Regions from separate parts of the Mus musculus genome. Here regions 1 and 3 are each linked to region 2. Evidence: chromatin contacts called from public Hi-C and HiChIP or PLAC-seq data. All regions are on one chromosome and are shown on one strand. Each heading gives the region's core, a stretch centred on a gene start, on an enhancer-like site or on the middle of the called end of the contact. The rest is flanking DNA. Distances are from core to core; before and after follow the strand shown.

What was found. A called contact is a pair of places that touch in the nucleus more often than the background predicts. HiChIP or PLAC-seq counts read pairs in DNA pulled down with a chosen protein or histone mark.
Region 1: a contact with region 2 is called in an H3K27ac HiChIP or PLAC-seq map of differentiating embryonic stem cells, with 6 times the contacts expected there. The contact joins two enhancer-like sites. A contact is called at or near these places in 3 of 39 promoter capture datasets (cranial neural crest, maxillary cranial neural crest and second pharyngeal arch cranial neural crest), 1 of 484 Hi-C or Micro-C datasets (bone marrow-derived macrophages), 6 of 115 datasets of contacts at active chromatin or transcription factors (differentiating embryonic stem cells, embryonic basal ganglia, embryonic forebrain and 3 more) and 1 of 9 other capture datasets (embryonic stem cells).
Region 3: a contact with region 2 is called in a Hi-C map of embryonic stem cells. The contact joins two enhancer-like sites. A contact is called at or near these places in 2 of 39 promoter capture datasets (cranial neural crest and embryonic stem cells), 1 of 15 datasets of contacts at CTCF or cohesin (embryonic stem cells), 12 of 484 Hi-C or Micro-C datasets (the N1E-115 cell line, bone marrow-derived macrophages, embryonic stem cells and 3 more), 16 of 115 datasets of contacts at active chromatin or transcription factors (craniofacial prominence, embryonic basal ganglia, embryonic forebrain and 7 more) and 2 of 9 other capture datasets (embryonic stem cells and liver).

Annotation. Positions count from the first base shown.
Region 1 is chr13:97,293,372-97,297,988 of GRCm38.p6, reverse strand. Gm33390 (a long non-coding RNA gene) reads left to right here. Exons shown (of 3, transcript XR_382781.1): 2 at 3,832-4,063; 3 at 4,249-4,275. Among named protein-coding and RNA genes, the nearest start is that of Gm33390, 3.5 kb to the left of the region's middle. Within about 2 kb of position 2,683, at least 46 of the 459 cell types and tissues checked have an H3K27ac peak or open chromatin away from gene starts, as enhancers often do. A contact at or near this core is called in differentiating embryonic stem cells, where this site is marked.
Region 2 is chr13:97,818,972-97,824,050 of GRCm38.p6, reverse strand. All of the region lies in intron 1 of Gm41031 (a long non-coding RNA gene), which reads left to right. Among named protein-coding and RNA genes, the nearest start is that of Gm41031, 4.5 kb to the left of the region's middle. Within about 2 kb of position 3,785, at least 10 of the 459 cell types and tissues checked have an H3K27ac peak or open chromatin away from gene starts, as enhancers often do. A contact at or near this core is called in differentiating embryonic stem cells and embryonic stem cells, where this site is marked.
Region 3 is chr13:97,222,526-97,227,533 of GRCm38.p6, reverse strand. No RefSeq gene overlaps it. Among named protein-coding and RNA genes, the nearest start is that of Enc1, 16 kb to the left of the region's middle. Within about 2 kb of position 2,408, at least 20 of the 459 cell types and tissues checked have an H3K27ac peak or open chromatin away from gene starts, as enhancers often do. A contact at or near this core is called in embryonic stem cells, where this site is marked.

The DNA.
Region 1 (4,617 bases), core at 1,434-3,933, 520 kb after region 2:
GTGCAGGGACAGTAGGCACACAGAGGTGCTCCAAACTGGCCATTTGTGCTTCAGGAGCTCAGAGGAGGGGCCTGAGGGAAGTGACAAACAGGCATAGTGATACACTCTTGCAATCCCAGCGCTCAGGAAGCTAAGGAGGGAGAACCTCGCACTCAAGGCCAGCCGGAACTACATAGAGAGATCCTATCTCAAAAGTTAGAGTCGGAGTTGGGTGGGAGGGAGGGAAGGAAATCAAACAAACAGATCCTGATATGAGTTTCCGACTTTCGACCGGAGTCTGTTGGGTCTCGGAAAATGAAACACCCAAGTACAGCCCTGGGACAGGCTGAGTATTTTATGAAAGACAGCTGGAAGGCCTCGCTAACCTCCCCTTGTCTCCCCCTGATCCCCAAGCTCGGCAAGGGGTTTCCCCCTGAAATTACTTTACCAGACCCAACAAAAGGGCAAGGTTGCCTTCTGTCTCCTCCCAGGCTCCTCCAGTAGCCAGGAAAAAAATAAACTCAAAAGACAAAGAAAAGACCGTCTCCACCTCTAGGCAGCCATTGTCGCCACAAGCCAGCCTGCTCTTCAGCCCGTTCAACTTCCTGAATCATTTACAAATCATTATTTGTTCTTTAAGTCCATTCAACAATCAACTTGAAAATCATATACTACTCCCCAAATTTAACCCCTGGTTTAGTTTGATTTCTAACGTTGTGATAAACACCGTATCCAAAAGCAACTGGGGGAAAGAACGTTTATTTCATTTTGCCCTTCTACCCCACGGTAGGACAGTGTTGAGAGAAGTACAGGCAGGGACTCAAGGAAGCAACATGAAGGCAGATATGAGGGAGGGTAAAGCTGCTTACTGGCTTGCTTACCCACAGGCTGCTGTTCAACTACCTATTTTATATAGCCTAAGCCCACCTGCCTAAGAATGGAACCACCTACAGTGGGTCTTCTACACCAGTTAACAAACAAGGAAATGCAATCCAATGGAGACCAGTGTTCAGTTGAGATTGCCTCTTTCCAGTGGGTGTCACTAGTTGTGTCAAGCTAAGAGCTGATTAGCATAAATTTCTTTTCCCCTCCCCCTGTCCCTGTGGAAATACATATGGCCAAGTCTCATCCGATTCTTGAGTCCGTATCTCCCCTCTCCTTCACTCAGGCTTCTGTCCGTTTGCTTCAGCGACGCCCCCCCCCCCCCCAACTAGACACCAGAGCAGCCTTTCAACTTTTTTTTTCTTTAAGATTTATTTATTATTATACATAAGTTCACTGTAGCTGACTTCAGACACACCAGAAGAGGGAGTCAGATCTCATTACGGGTAGTTGTGAGCCACCATGTGGTTGCTGGGATTTGAACTCAGGACCTTCAGAAGAGCAGTCAGTGCTCTTAGCCGCTGAGCCATCTCACCAGCCCAGAGCAGCCTTTCAAATTAGGTCAGGCGGCTTCCTAACTTAAACACCTTCCTGTATGCTCCCTGATGCTCCTGCTTCAAGGAGCGAACTCACATTCCTTAGTTCAGCTTATCAGCCTTCCACGGATTGCCCTTTCCTTTCTTGCATCACGTTCCGGCATCACGTTGGCTTCTGGAAAGCTCATCAGACCGCCATGTTGTTTCACATTGCTCTGCACCCCACTCTTCATTTGTTTTTCTTCAAACACCTGCTTTCCTTCTTTGCCTAATGAACAGGGAGGGGCAAGTCTCTCCCTCTACCCTCTGGAGGGTCTCCCAAGCAAATGGACCCCTCTGGAGGAAAGAAAGAAAGAGAGAGAGAGGGGGAGGGAGGGAGGGAGGGAGGGGGAGGGGGAGAGAGGGAGAGGGAGAGGAGAGGGAGAGGGAGAGGGAGAGGGAGAGAGGAAGAAGTAAGCAGCTTTCTATATGAATGAAGCGGGTAATTCGTGAGGCTCTTGGAAATGCAGGTGCGGCTCTACCAGTCATTTCCAGAGCACGAGTGAACACTATCACGATCTCTGGAAGCACGAACCCGTTAGAGAGGGGCGGTGCATCCGCGGTAAGTAACCACTGAGCAGTGTATGCAGCCCCATCACTACAGAAAGAGAACTTGTCTACGGCCTTAGGAAACACCAAGATGCCCTTTGCCCACATTTTCCTGGCCATTTCACTCCTAGGCTCTTCCATTCTTCCCCAGTTGCCTTCAGCACCCACTGGGCACACCGGTCAGGGCCAAAGGAAGGCAGCACACTGTACCTTCCCAGGAACCCAGAGACAGCAGTCCTTTCCAATTTAAATGCTGAATTGGAGTGGTGGGAAGGGCTGTCCCTTGCCGTCCCTCCCTCCCCCAACCTGCTCACTGCTGGAGGACTTCCCACCAAAGAGGAAATCTGCTGCTTTCTGCCAAGAGTCCAAAACCCCAAGGAAGTCTTGTAGATAGCAGACCTTTGACCTGCTAGACTTGGCTCTGCCTTTGGACCGTTTCCAGGGCAAAGGGGAAACGCCTCCTAGGAGAGACTCTTTGTCCTTGAGCAAGACACCTCTTAGGGAAACTCCAAAATGAGTGGTCAGGTTTTTGCGGCCTCATTTTCTATTTTGTTTACTGGGTCAATGGAAAAATACCTCTCCCTCCCCCCCTCCCTCTCCCCCTTCCTTTTTCCCTCCCTCCCTGATTCTTCCCCTTCTCTGGCCTCCCCCCAAACAAAAGAACAGGAAAAGAACAGATGTTCTGTAGGCTTTTCCTTTGTGCTCTCCTCTCCAGTTTTGAATCAGGAAATAGAGCAATGGCCTCCGTCCGCTCTCAGGGATCCTCTCTTCCTTGTCACCGGGAGATTCTCTTTCACAGGTGAAATGTCAGACACTCTAAATTTGCATATGCCCTCTTTAGCTTACGTCAGACCTTTAGGCTAGTATTGTGTAAAAGTGAGACTTCTGCTGCTGAGGCAGAGTTCTCAGGGAAAACGGACAGGTGGGAGGAGCTGGTGGGGCATGAGTTGGCATCCTTGGTCAGCCGACAATAGTGATAAATAAACAAATCAACTGGTTCACCAAAACTCAAGAAGCAGGAAGAGAGAAGTAGCCGAAGAAATGTGTGTAAGAACAGGACCATGAGCCGGGCAGTGTTGGCCCACGCCTTTAATTCCAGCATTTGGGAGGCAGAGGCAGGCAGATTTCTGAGTTCGAGGCCAGCCTAGTCTACAGAGTGAGTTCCAGGGCAGCCAGGGCTATACAGAGAAACCTTGTCTTGAAAAAACAAAAAACAAACAACAACAACAACAAAGAATGGATCTGTGAGAGGTGCGTCACAGCCTCAAAAAAGGAAACGTCAGCTTTTCCTTTGCTGTTATAGCATGGAATTGCTGAAAGGGGACATTCTTGATGGACCACTTCCCTGGTGGAAGCACTAAGGAATCTTTCATCCTTCTTGAATCTTTGGTTTGTTCACTCAGTGAATACCACACCAAGCCGCATGTGCTAAGACACAACAGCATCTTCCAGACCTTCATGGAGAACCCAACCCATGGAGAACCCAGATGCTATGATTACAGAAGCAGAGTTCACAAGGCTATGAGACCCCAGGTCCCTCTCAAGGCCCGCCTGAGTACAGCATTCCAATGGTGTCCATGAGGAGCTGGTTCCAAAAGCTGCAGGTGTTCAGGTCCCTTGTGCAGAGTGGTATAGTCATTGAATATAACCTGTGTATATACATACATACATTGCATATAATCTACTTACATCTGGAGTATTTTCACCTCCAGGTGACTTATAATGCCTGATATAGGTCTAAGTGCAACGTCAATAGTTATTATATTATTCTGTTTGGGGCATAGTGTCAAGAAAAAAAGCTTGTGCACATCAAACCTAGCCTCTCATTTTCTGCTGCTTATTTCAGATCCATGGTTGATTGAATCTGTCAATTAAGAGCCCGAATCGGCAGGGACTGTCAGCACTTCTCTTGGCCACCAGTAATCAGGACCGTGGCTAAATTAACAAAGAAGAAATCTAGAACAAGACAGCACTGACTTCAGTTCTGGGCCTGGTGTCTGCAGTTTTTATAACCTTGCCCTTGACAGTCAAAGGACATCCCATCTACACAAAATCTTTCTCCTTGAGTCAAGAAGGAAGTGAGTCTGACAATAACTCTTCCAATTTACCAGAAGAGAAGCATTTCCCAGAAACCACTAGTAAGCTGTGACTTAACTCTCTGGCTGAAACCTTGTGATTCAGGCATGATTGTATTCAGGACACTAAAACAGATGAAGCTTTCTCATTTTTTAAAAGACTTATGTTATTTCATTTATATCTTCAGACACACCAGAGAAGGCATCGGACCCCATTACAGATGGTTGTAAGTCACCATGTGGTTGCTGGGAATTGAACTCAGGGCCTGGAAGAGCAGTCAGTGCTCTTAACCACTGAGCCATCTCTCCAGCCCCAGAAGATGCTTTCTAGCCTCCAACATGGAGACATCAAGGTGAATCTGTAGATGTCATAGCTGGTCTCCATCTGGATTCTGACTCCTGTAGGAGACTGAGATACAACCTGCTTCTGTTTCTGTTACTATGCATGTGTCCCTATTTCAATGTATTTCAGTGTCACTTGGCCACTTCCCGCCGAACTCAGCGACCAGTCAGATTATGACACACAAGTTTGTTCCCATTTAAAATAATACATTAGT
Region 2 (5,079 bases), core at 2,536-5,035:
TCTCTCTCTCTCTCTCATAGTGAACACAGCCACACACCTGGTGGGGAGGGGCTGTGGAAGGGAGGGGCTCATGAATGACAAGAAAGGAACTTCTTTTGTTGGTGGGAATATTCACCTTCTATGTTGTCGTCCTCCTGAGGCTTACTCTAGGTTAGGACAGCTTGCTCATAGACTGAGAAAGTCCTAAGTAGGGGGAGAAATAATCTTATTTCACCCTTTTCTCTCATACACGTGAAGAATTACTGGAAATAAGGATTACATGAGTGTGAAAAAATTTTTTTCTTTTTGTTCCCTCCTTAGGACTGGGAAGGTCAGTAGTGACAAGCTTTTGGGTACAGCCACGCTGAGGAGCGTTAGGAAGTGGGAAGAGTTGTGCCCAAGAGTTCATCTCTCTGTTATGAACTCTGGGAGACGGATTTGAGGACGTGGGTCCAGGGGCGAGCAATGTAGACAGAGAAGGAATGAGATGAGCCAGCACAGGGTGGTTTTAAGGGCAGGAAAGGTAGCTAGAAACTTGGGCTTGCTAATCTGGTTTCAAAAATATTTTTTTGAGGTGAAATATATTTTGTTGTTACTCTGATACATTTAGCCAAGGGTTTTCTTCCCTCATCCCTGAACAGTGGAACTGTGGGGGCGACTTCCAAAACGATGCTCTTGAGTTTTGTTTCCATGGGATGTCATGGTTGAGGGGAGTCCATTTACAGACATAAGAGTCTGATGAGGGTCAACTGCACATAAATATGTATTAAAGTGAATGTCTGCTTCTGAGGGGAGGTAAGCATAGCTTCGGCCTGCTGCCCAATATCCACTCTCCTTTTCTTCCTGGTGCATATAAGTATAAACATGTATTTGTGTGTTACATATCTGTATGTATTATGCAGATTATATACATATACTTATAAATATATAGCTGCTGATTCCTGATAGTGCATCCAGGTCCCACAAGAACCCCTAAAGGCAGGCAGGGGAGAGGGAGTGATTTGTCCTCTGGTGTAGTTGCCTGCAGAGTTGTTTAGCTTTACATTTGTGTGTGTGTATGTATGTATGTGTGTGTGTGTATGTGTGTATGTGCATGCCCACATTTGTGTGTATACATGTACATATATATGTGTGTAATGCACAAACATATGTGTATACATATATGTGTGTATGTGTGTGCATGCCCACATGTGTGTATATACACATATATGTATATGTGTGTAATGCATAAACACATGTATATATGCATGTGTGTGTTATTTAGTTAAGCTGTCACATGCAAGAGAACACTGCCTCTTTACAGGCAACTGCTGCATGGGCAGTGACAATCTTATTGCTTTAAAGCCCAGGAGACCGATGGTCAGCTAACAGAGCTGGGTTAGAATGAGAAGTTCTTCCTCAGCCATCAGAAGTTCTGATCCGAGACACTCCTCGGATCCAGCTTTACTTTTGTTGGTAAGATTTGCAAACGCTTAGGTTATTCCCAAAATAGCTTTGAACATCCACAGGGTGTCAAATGAAAGAAGAAGAATTCTGACTTGAAAAGTTTGACTTTTGGTGCTCGATCATGACTCTCATTCTTATATAATCTAGGACCTCTGGCTCAGAGGACAGTGCCACCCAGAGTGGGCAGACCACCTCACTAGTCAAGGTGATTCCCACATACTCTAGCTAATCTCTCAAAGGATCTTCTTCCCAGGGGATTCCAGACCCTCTCAGGTTGACAGTGAAAACGAACCATTTCAGGTTTCACTCAGGACTTCTACTTCTCTTACTGTTGGCCCAAATGCCCTCAGAGACAACAAAGCACATCCTATACCTCACAGTGCCTTCCGAAAGACAGTAGTGGACTTTAAAGGACTGAAGCTCTGCCTCTGACTGCTCTACCTCTGGGTCCCAGCTGCTGACTCCTGCTAGTCCATCATGGTCCTAAACCCCCCCCCCATAGTTCTCTGCTGGCGGTCCTCTGAAGTGTATAGATATCTCTTGCCCAGTTTCCTTGTAGAGTGCACAGATGTGCCCAGGGAGTGGGGCTGGGCACAGATGTGAGCCACTCCGAGGACTCCTACCTCAGGAGTCAGGCTCAGATTGTCCCTAAGATTTTGCTACTAGGTAAGTTTATCACTGTCACGAGCTTACTGTGTCAGAAACATAGACAAATACCCTGTGTCTTTCCACAGTGTCAGAATTTATTGACTAGCAATAAATTCACAAGGCACAGCAGTTTCTTTGGCAGCAATTTGCCTTAGAGTCCCAACTTTCTTGATAACTAGCCAAGACAAATGCTGGTGCTCTCCCTCTCCCTCTCCCTCTCCCTCTCCCTCTCCCTCTCCCTCTCCCTCTCCCTCTCCCTCTCCCTCTCCCTCTCTCAAAGAAAAAACAAGCTGACAAGTTGACTACTAATATTAGCTCTCAATCACACATTATACAACACCCAGTAAATACTTGTATGTGTGTATATGTGTGTGTGTCATATGTGTCTGTGGGGTATGTGTGTGTATGTGTGTGGTGTGTGTCTGTGTGGTGTGAGTGTGAGTGCCTGTAGGTTATGAAATGCCACAAAAGGTAAAGGAGGCTGCATAGAGATCAAGGAGAGGAGTTTTCGAAGTGGAGGCAATAAGATCAGAACTTCAAGGTCATCATCTGCTACGTAACTTTAGAAACCAGTCTGGGATATAGGAAACCGCATCTCAGAAACAAATAAACAACAACAACAACAACAACCCTCCAAAGAGGCCCAAGAGACAGATTCAGGATGGTAGACGAATTCCCCCAGGAATAAAACATGCACCTTGCCAGGGTCACTGATACAGAGTCCAGCCAGAGCCTGAGGCTCATACTTTGAGCCAAGTCTCAGGGTCAAATCGAGCTGCTGAAGTGAGGCATAGGACTGTGAAGGCCACAGAAATGAAGAGCAGAGACAGGGTCAGAAATTCAAAGATGCCTTGGGGACCAAGCTGAGCTGAAGGCCCTGTGATTATCAGCTCTCTGCCTGTCCATTGTTTGATGTACACACCAGGTGATAGGATGAGAGCTTCTGGAAGGCACTTGAGAAAAATGAAAAAATCATACTGGGGAGGCTAGATTTAAGAGCTTATAGGTCATACCAGATTGAGGAAAGGGTATAATGCCCTTGCCTATAGCAACCTCTCGCCTAACGTGTGTGTGTGTGTGTGTGTGTGTGTGTGTGTGTGTGTGTGTGTGTGTGTGTGTGAGAGAGAGAGAGAGAGAGAGAGAGAGAGTGTGTGTGTGTGTGTGTGTGTGTGTGTGTGTGTGTTTGTGAAGAACCCGGGACTCCCCAGCTTGAATCCATTTTCCACCAGTGATCTGGCCTACTCAGCGCACGTCGGACCATTGGCTCACCTGTCTGAATCTGTCTCTGACCACTGTTTCTGGCTCCTTGTTGTGGTTGGCTCTGGGCTAAGTACTCAGGTGGCTTCTTGTGAACCAATCCCTTAATGAACAAAGGAGCCAATCACTGGGTGAGTAGGCGGGACTTCGAGGTTGGACAAAGGAAGAGAGGAAGCAGGGGAGAGTTAGGTCCTTTTTGGGATGGGACAGCAGAGAGGTAAGATGTAGCTGCTAGAGTTTCCCAGTAACATGGCAGATCCGCAAAGATTCGCCCCTAGAAGAATCAGATTTTAATAAGGTTTACAAAATTAGGTTTTAGTTGTCGTGCCCAGAGATTGAGTTACCATCGTTTCTGAGCTGAGTTTGTGTTGCGTTTTCCTTCACGTGGCAGCTCATCTGGGGTCAAGAGAGAAAGGTACAGCATCCAAGCATGGGTTTGCCAGATGTGTACCACAAAGGCCGTGGGGGATTTGAAACAGGGTTAGCATGGTAGCAACCTCCAGTGGGAACCTAGAGAGCTGGGTGGAGAGATTGTGGAGTTCTGAGTCAGTCTCCACGAGATAAAAACAGGTGGCCACTGCCCCGACAGTTCATGGCCTGTTTGGCTGCCAGGGCAGAGGCACAAGTGCGGGAACGTGCTGGGTCGGTTTTTTTTTTTTTTCCATTTTTTATTAGGTATTTAGCTCATTCACATTTCCAATGCTATACCAAAAGTCCCCCATACCCACCCATCCCCACTCCCCTACCCACCCACTCCCCCTTTTTGGCCCTGGTGTTCCCCTGTACTGGGGCATATAAAGTTTGCATGTCCAATGGGCCTCTCTTTCCAGTGATGGCCGACTAGGCCATCTTTTGATACATACGCAGCTAGAGTCAAGAGCTCCGGGGTACTGGTTAGTTCATAATGTTGTTCCACCTATAGGGTTGCAGATCCCTTTAGCTATTAAAAAGAATGAATTTATGAAATTCCTAGCCAAATGGATGGACCTGGAGGGCATCATCCTGAGTGAGGTAACACATTCACAAAGGAACTCACACAATATGTACTCACTGATAAGTGGATATTAGCCCCAAACCTAGTATACCCAAGATATAAGAATCAATTTGCTAAACACATGAAACTCAAGAAGAATGAAGACTGAAGTGTGGACACTATGCCCCTCCTTAGAATTGGGAACAAAACACCCATGGAAGGAGTTACAGAGACAAAGTTTGGAGCTGAGATGAAAGGATGGACCATGTAGAGACTGCCATATCCAGGGATCCACCCCATAATCAGCATCCAAACGCTGACACCATTGCATACACTAGCAAGATTTTATCGAAAGGGTCGTTTTTTAAAAATATTTTCCGAAACAGCTCCTGATCCGGGTGTGGTTTTTCTCAGCCTGGCTCAGTTTTGTTCACTCTCGAATCTGCTGCTTTTCTCCTAAACCTGGACGCCAGCAGTTTTCACTGGCAGCTCAGTCCCAGCTTGGCCTTGGCCTTTTTCTTCATGGACTCTTTCTCAACCCACTTTTGTAGACTGAGCTCTGCCGCACCTGGCTTAACTTGTATTCATTCTGTAACACACATACACACATAGATGCACACATACCACACACACACACACGTCCATACACATGCATACACACACAGCACATACACACCACACCATGCCATACACTTACATACACAAACCACATACCACAACACACACACACACACACACACACACACACACACGAATGCACAAATTGATTGATTTGC
Region 3 (5,008 bases), core at 1,159-3,658, 600 kb after region 2:
AGCCTCAGATAGGTTAAACAGAAGACATAAATGAATGTGTATGGGCTGTAAGCAAGAGATGAGATCACCAGGGACCCCACAAACCTGCAGGTGCAAGTTGTAGGCTGAACAGCTGAGAACTAGCTTAGCAACACGGAGTCTGACAGGGTTAGGTGAGCCCAGATCAGCTCCAGGGCTCTGGAGCCTGCTTTCGGCCTGCAGCTCCAACCTGGATCCCACATGTTCAGAAGCAGTAGTTAGGGGATGGGGCTCGTAAGTCCTCCTGGGAACTGAGGGGAGGCACTAGGAATGAAGCATAAATGGTTCTTTGATCCCAAGTGCCCTTTCCCATCAGCTGTCTGTTAAGATAAGGATACAAAATGACAGATGTGATTGGTTGTGGCAGGCCTCAGTAAGGGCTGAGATAAGAAAATCCAGCTTTTAAGGATTTTCTGGTACCAGGATGAATTTGAGGATAACTCTTAAAGTGTTAAACTTTTTCCCCTTTCATTTTGAAGAGAGTTAAACTATCCATCATGTGTCTCTCAGAGCCTATAAAATGTTGCCAGCATTATTGTGAAGCAAAGCTGGTTAGAGTGAATCAGCTTAGACACTGAACTATTATTAAATGCAAGGGACTTTAAGCAGCAAAAAAAACAATATGCTGTATTTTAAAGAAACCGATTCCCCTTTATACAACAAAGCCAACACTGTGGCCATCATTATTGTTCTTGCTTTATATGTTATTACCTAAAACTTCTCTGTATAATAGGAAGCCTTTTCTGGGTGTATGTGCCTTGCTGGTATATATTTTTGAGCTATACCTTTAATAAACACTAGGCGATTGTGACTGTTATAATTGAGGAAGATCATTGTGATTATTAATAAGAGAAAATTCTTCTCAAAACCTCTGAAATAAGGAAGGAAGGAAAATAGTATTTGATCAAATATACTTCACTCTAAGGTTCACATGTTGTCTTTTCCAATTAGGACCTACCAGGGGTAGATAGGCTAAGAGTTCGGGGGTTAAGGCTGATGACTGACAGTTAGTGAATAAAGAGGACATGTATTTGAAAAGAAGCAAGAAGCAGTAGATGACAGGGTTTCAGAGGAGAGAAAGGGGAGAGCAATTGTATTATAATCTCATAAGCAAGAGAAATTATTAAAAACCAAAGAAAGTGCTTGCTGAGCCACCTTGAGGACCAGTGTTTAGACCCCACATAACAAGCTGAGAGTCCTACTAAGAACTGTGATCCAATACCCTCCTCTGGCCTCCCATACTATGATGAGCTCATACACTCTCTGTCTCTGTCTCTGTCTCTCTCTGTGTCTCTCTTTCTCTGTCTGTCTCTCTCTCTCTCTGTCTGTCTGTCTCTCTCTCTGTCTCTTTCTCTGTCTCTCTTCTCTCTTTTTCTGTACCTCTCTCTATTTCTCTCATACATACACAAATAAATAAATAATTTAAAAAAGGAACTACTACTCACATCTGTGCCCAACTAATGTGATATTGTACTGAATTATTCATTTTAATGCTTCCTAAGGCTGGCGAGATGGCTCAGCTGGTAAAGACTATTGCCACTAAGCCTGACCAGGTTCGACCCCTACCAGCTCCCAAGGGGTGGCCTCTAACTTACAGCATGGCACACACACAAAATAAATAAGTGTGATTAAAAATATAGCTTCCTAAATCTCTTCTACGTGTACTTAGTCAGCATGTTATTGTCCTAATGGGTAATTGTTTTAACTCCATTAAAATAATGACTCTCATTTGTATTATTTTTCACATGTACAATATCATTTAGTCTCAAAAAAAATGCAAACGTCTCAAAATGATCTCCATTTATGGATAAGAACACCAGTGTTTAGAAAGATCTGGTTATGTGCCTGAGGTCTCTCAGCTGTCAACAGCAAATCCGAGACTCCAGCTGAAGTTACCTGTTACATAAATATTCTAATTAAAAAAGGAAACCAGGGCATTTTGAAAAATTCTTCAAGGAAAAGAAAATATTCCGAGTAACCTAGAAAAGGCTATCCAATGGCTACTTCATCAATCACGGCAAGGACACTTAACAGGAAGGAAACCTGAGGAGAGTGGGGCCACCTTGGGGCTGGTCTAAGCAGATCCAAAAGAAACACGCACTCAGCTCCTTAAAACCCCACAGCTTAACCGAAGCGGCCTCCCGGGAAGCAGCACAAGGAGAGGCGCGCGCATAGCATCTTCCATCTTCCCCCGCGCTGGTGCTACTGGCCAACCGCACGCCACCTTCCGCCTTCATTGCTTCCCTTGGTCACTGCATAAACCTTCCTACTACGAATTGAATCGTTTTAGTCTTTCAGCTGCGCCTGAGCAGTTACTTCTGTCAACACAGGGATAGGAGGCAGAACAGACTTTCAAGGTTGAAAATTAAAATAAAGCGAGTGGGTGTGCATGCATACGTGAGTGCTTGCGGGCTTTTGTTGTTCCTGTCTCAGTCTCATGAACTAACTAGTCACTCCTCCCCCTGAGGACCTGTGTAGAGACCCTCATCATCACCTCTGGCCACGTTGTTATCTTTGTTGGCTCTATATACCAAACACTCTGGTCTGGAGACCTGCGTTCACACTTTCCAAAAATCACATGATCAGGCTCTCTCTCTCTCTCCCTCCCTCCCTCCCTCTCCCTGCCCCCCCCCCCACCACCACGCACAAGTCTCTCCTTCAATGTCTAGACTCTAAGCTAACAAGTCCCCTCCTCCTGCCTCACTCTGCCTCATTTTTCTCCAGAACTCCACCTCGTGAGTAGAGTCCTGATACTCCAGCCTCCATCTCCCAAGTGCTAGGATTACAAGACTGTGTCACCATTTCAGCTTTACTTAGTGCTGGGTATCAACCCCAGGGCTTTGTGCATTCTAAGCAAGCCCTCTAAGGACTCGGCTACATCCACATCCTTTCCCTCGGTCACATTTTGTAACAAATCCCTGATACTTTGTAACGAACCTCTGTACTCTATACTCTTCTTTGACTGCTCACTATTAACTCGGCCTCCCAGGTTGTCAGGCGTCCTTTGTCCCCAGCCTCCCCCTTTGCTGTGTGTACAAAGTCCAGGCTTTCCTGTTCAGTTTCAAATTGAGCAACATAGTCTCTGACTCCGATACACTGGTGTTCCCCAAACCTCCAAGGCAGGTGTTCACACATCTGGACGATGGCAGATAATTGACTTCCAGAGATGTCAGCTGTCTTTAGGCCCAGAATAAGGGGCTCCAGAACCTTTGGCTGGGGAACATTCTAGTGTCTGTGAGCTGAGCACCACAGCACCGGGGACTTTATCAGACGTAGCTGGACGCATCCTAGGGACACGTCTGGAAATAAGGAGAATGAAGACCAAGGCACCTGAATTTGAAGACCAGCACCCTCTGGCAAATTGCCAGCTCCCAGAGGTCTCTGATGCTTCTCAGTGAGCACTCTCCTGGAGGACCACCAACCGTGTCAATTAGGAAAGGAGCCTGTGCAGTTAGGAAGTTGATGTTGTTCAGAGAGAGGCCTGGCCCTTGCCCTTAGCTTCTGTCTTCATTTAGAGGCAGTGCCCAGACCCACCACAGTGCAAAGTGGGAGCTTCCCGGTGAGAAAGACCGACCAAGTGATTTACGGTGGGGGCTTTAGCATCACATCTGGGTCATCCTGGATGCTGAAATGGACCAGATCCACATTCGATCAAGCCTGTAAAATGGGGTCCTGATAAAACCTCTGAACACCAAGGTTTAGGTGAGTTTTCCTGTCTGATAATAGTCCTGTGTACTGTCAGACAGTACACAGTGTCACACAGCGCATCAGCGACAGAAAGATGTGGACTGAGTATGGTAAACATTTGCTTCAGAGCCTTCCAGTCTCTGCCCAATGCAGCTCCTCTCCTCTGGCTGGCTGTGTCTTTATGGCTGAGGGTAACAGCTTTGGGTGGGTATCTGACGGTCCAGCTGACTAATAAATTGAGGGTAGACCCCAAGCTTGGCACCAGAAGTGAGAGAACTCTCAGGTGCCACGCCCTCTGAGCTTACCATCTTAGCTAATTCTGAGGACACCCCCATATCAACAGAGGATATGGGGGTTCTCTCAGTTGAAGTTATTTCAATTTAATGCCATTAGGTAGCTCCTTTTTCCCCCAGTTTATTTTGATTTCAATATTTTTTATATCACCTTTAAAAGCTTATCATGTTGGGGAAAGAAGACCTTTAGGGCAGGAGAAAACATGCTTTTGGTATTTATGTGACATTTGCACCAGAAAATCCTAATATACTTTAAGAATTTTTCCCAGTGAGAATAAATGTTTCAATGAAATCAAGTCACCTGCCTAAGGCCTCAGAAGGTTCACATCAAATCTAGGAACAGGGCACCGATGCTGGGTTTCTCGGGCAGCCCGGCAGACCATGGTCAGATCTGGGTACACATTAAGGTTGACACATACAATCCCAGTGTAGGGTGGGCAGAGGCTCATCTTAGAGGAGATTGTAGAACATCTGGCTTGAGGACTGTCTCAGAAATGGCTGTAGGGAAGTCCTGGGCAATTCTGAATGCAAAGGGATCACAAAGTGAAGTGAGGTTCCTGGCCAGGAAAAGCTGGACATGAAGCACTAAAAGTTACTAAGCTCTGTCACCTGGGTCACTGCCTGTGTGACCAGGCTGTGACCGACCCCACCAAAGTCTTATTTATCATTGAGGTCAGAATTCCTGGAGGTCAAAAGACTCTCTTCAGGTGGGCTGGCTAAAACTGGTTGGATCTGAGATGGCTGCCAGGGTGACCTCAGACAACTTCTTACTTCATTTAGATCCCTCCTGTATGCTAAATGACACAGCATGCTGTGCCATGACAGTTGACCGTCGTCGTGGTGTTTACTGGACATAGCCATAAAGAGGACTGAAAAGATATATCTCACAAGTTGCAGGAAAGCCCTTCCTGGTCCCAGAAAAGACAGAACTATATAACTCCTCTTCATTGTCCCTTCCCTCCCTCTTTCTTTAAAAATTACATCTATCTATCATCTATCTATCTATCTAT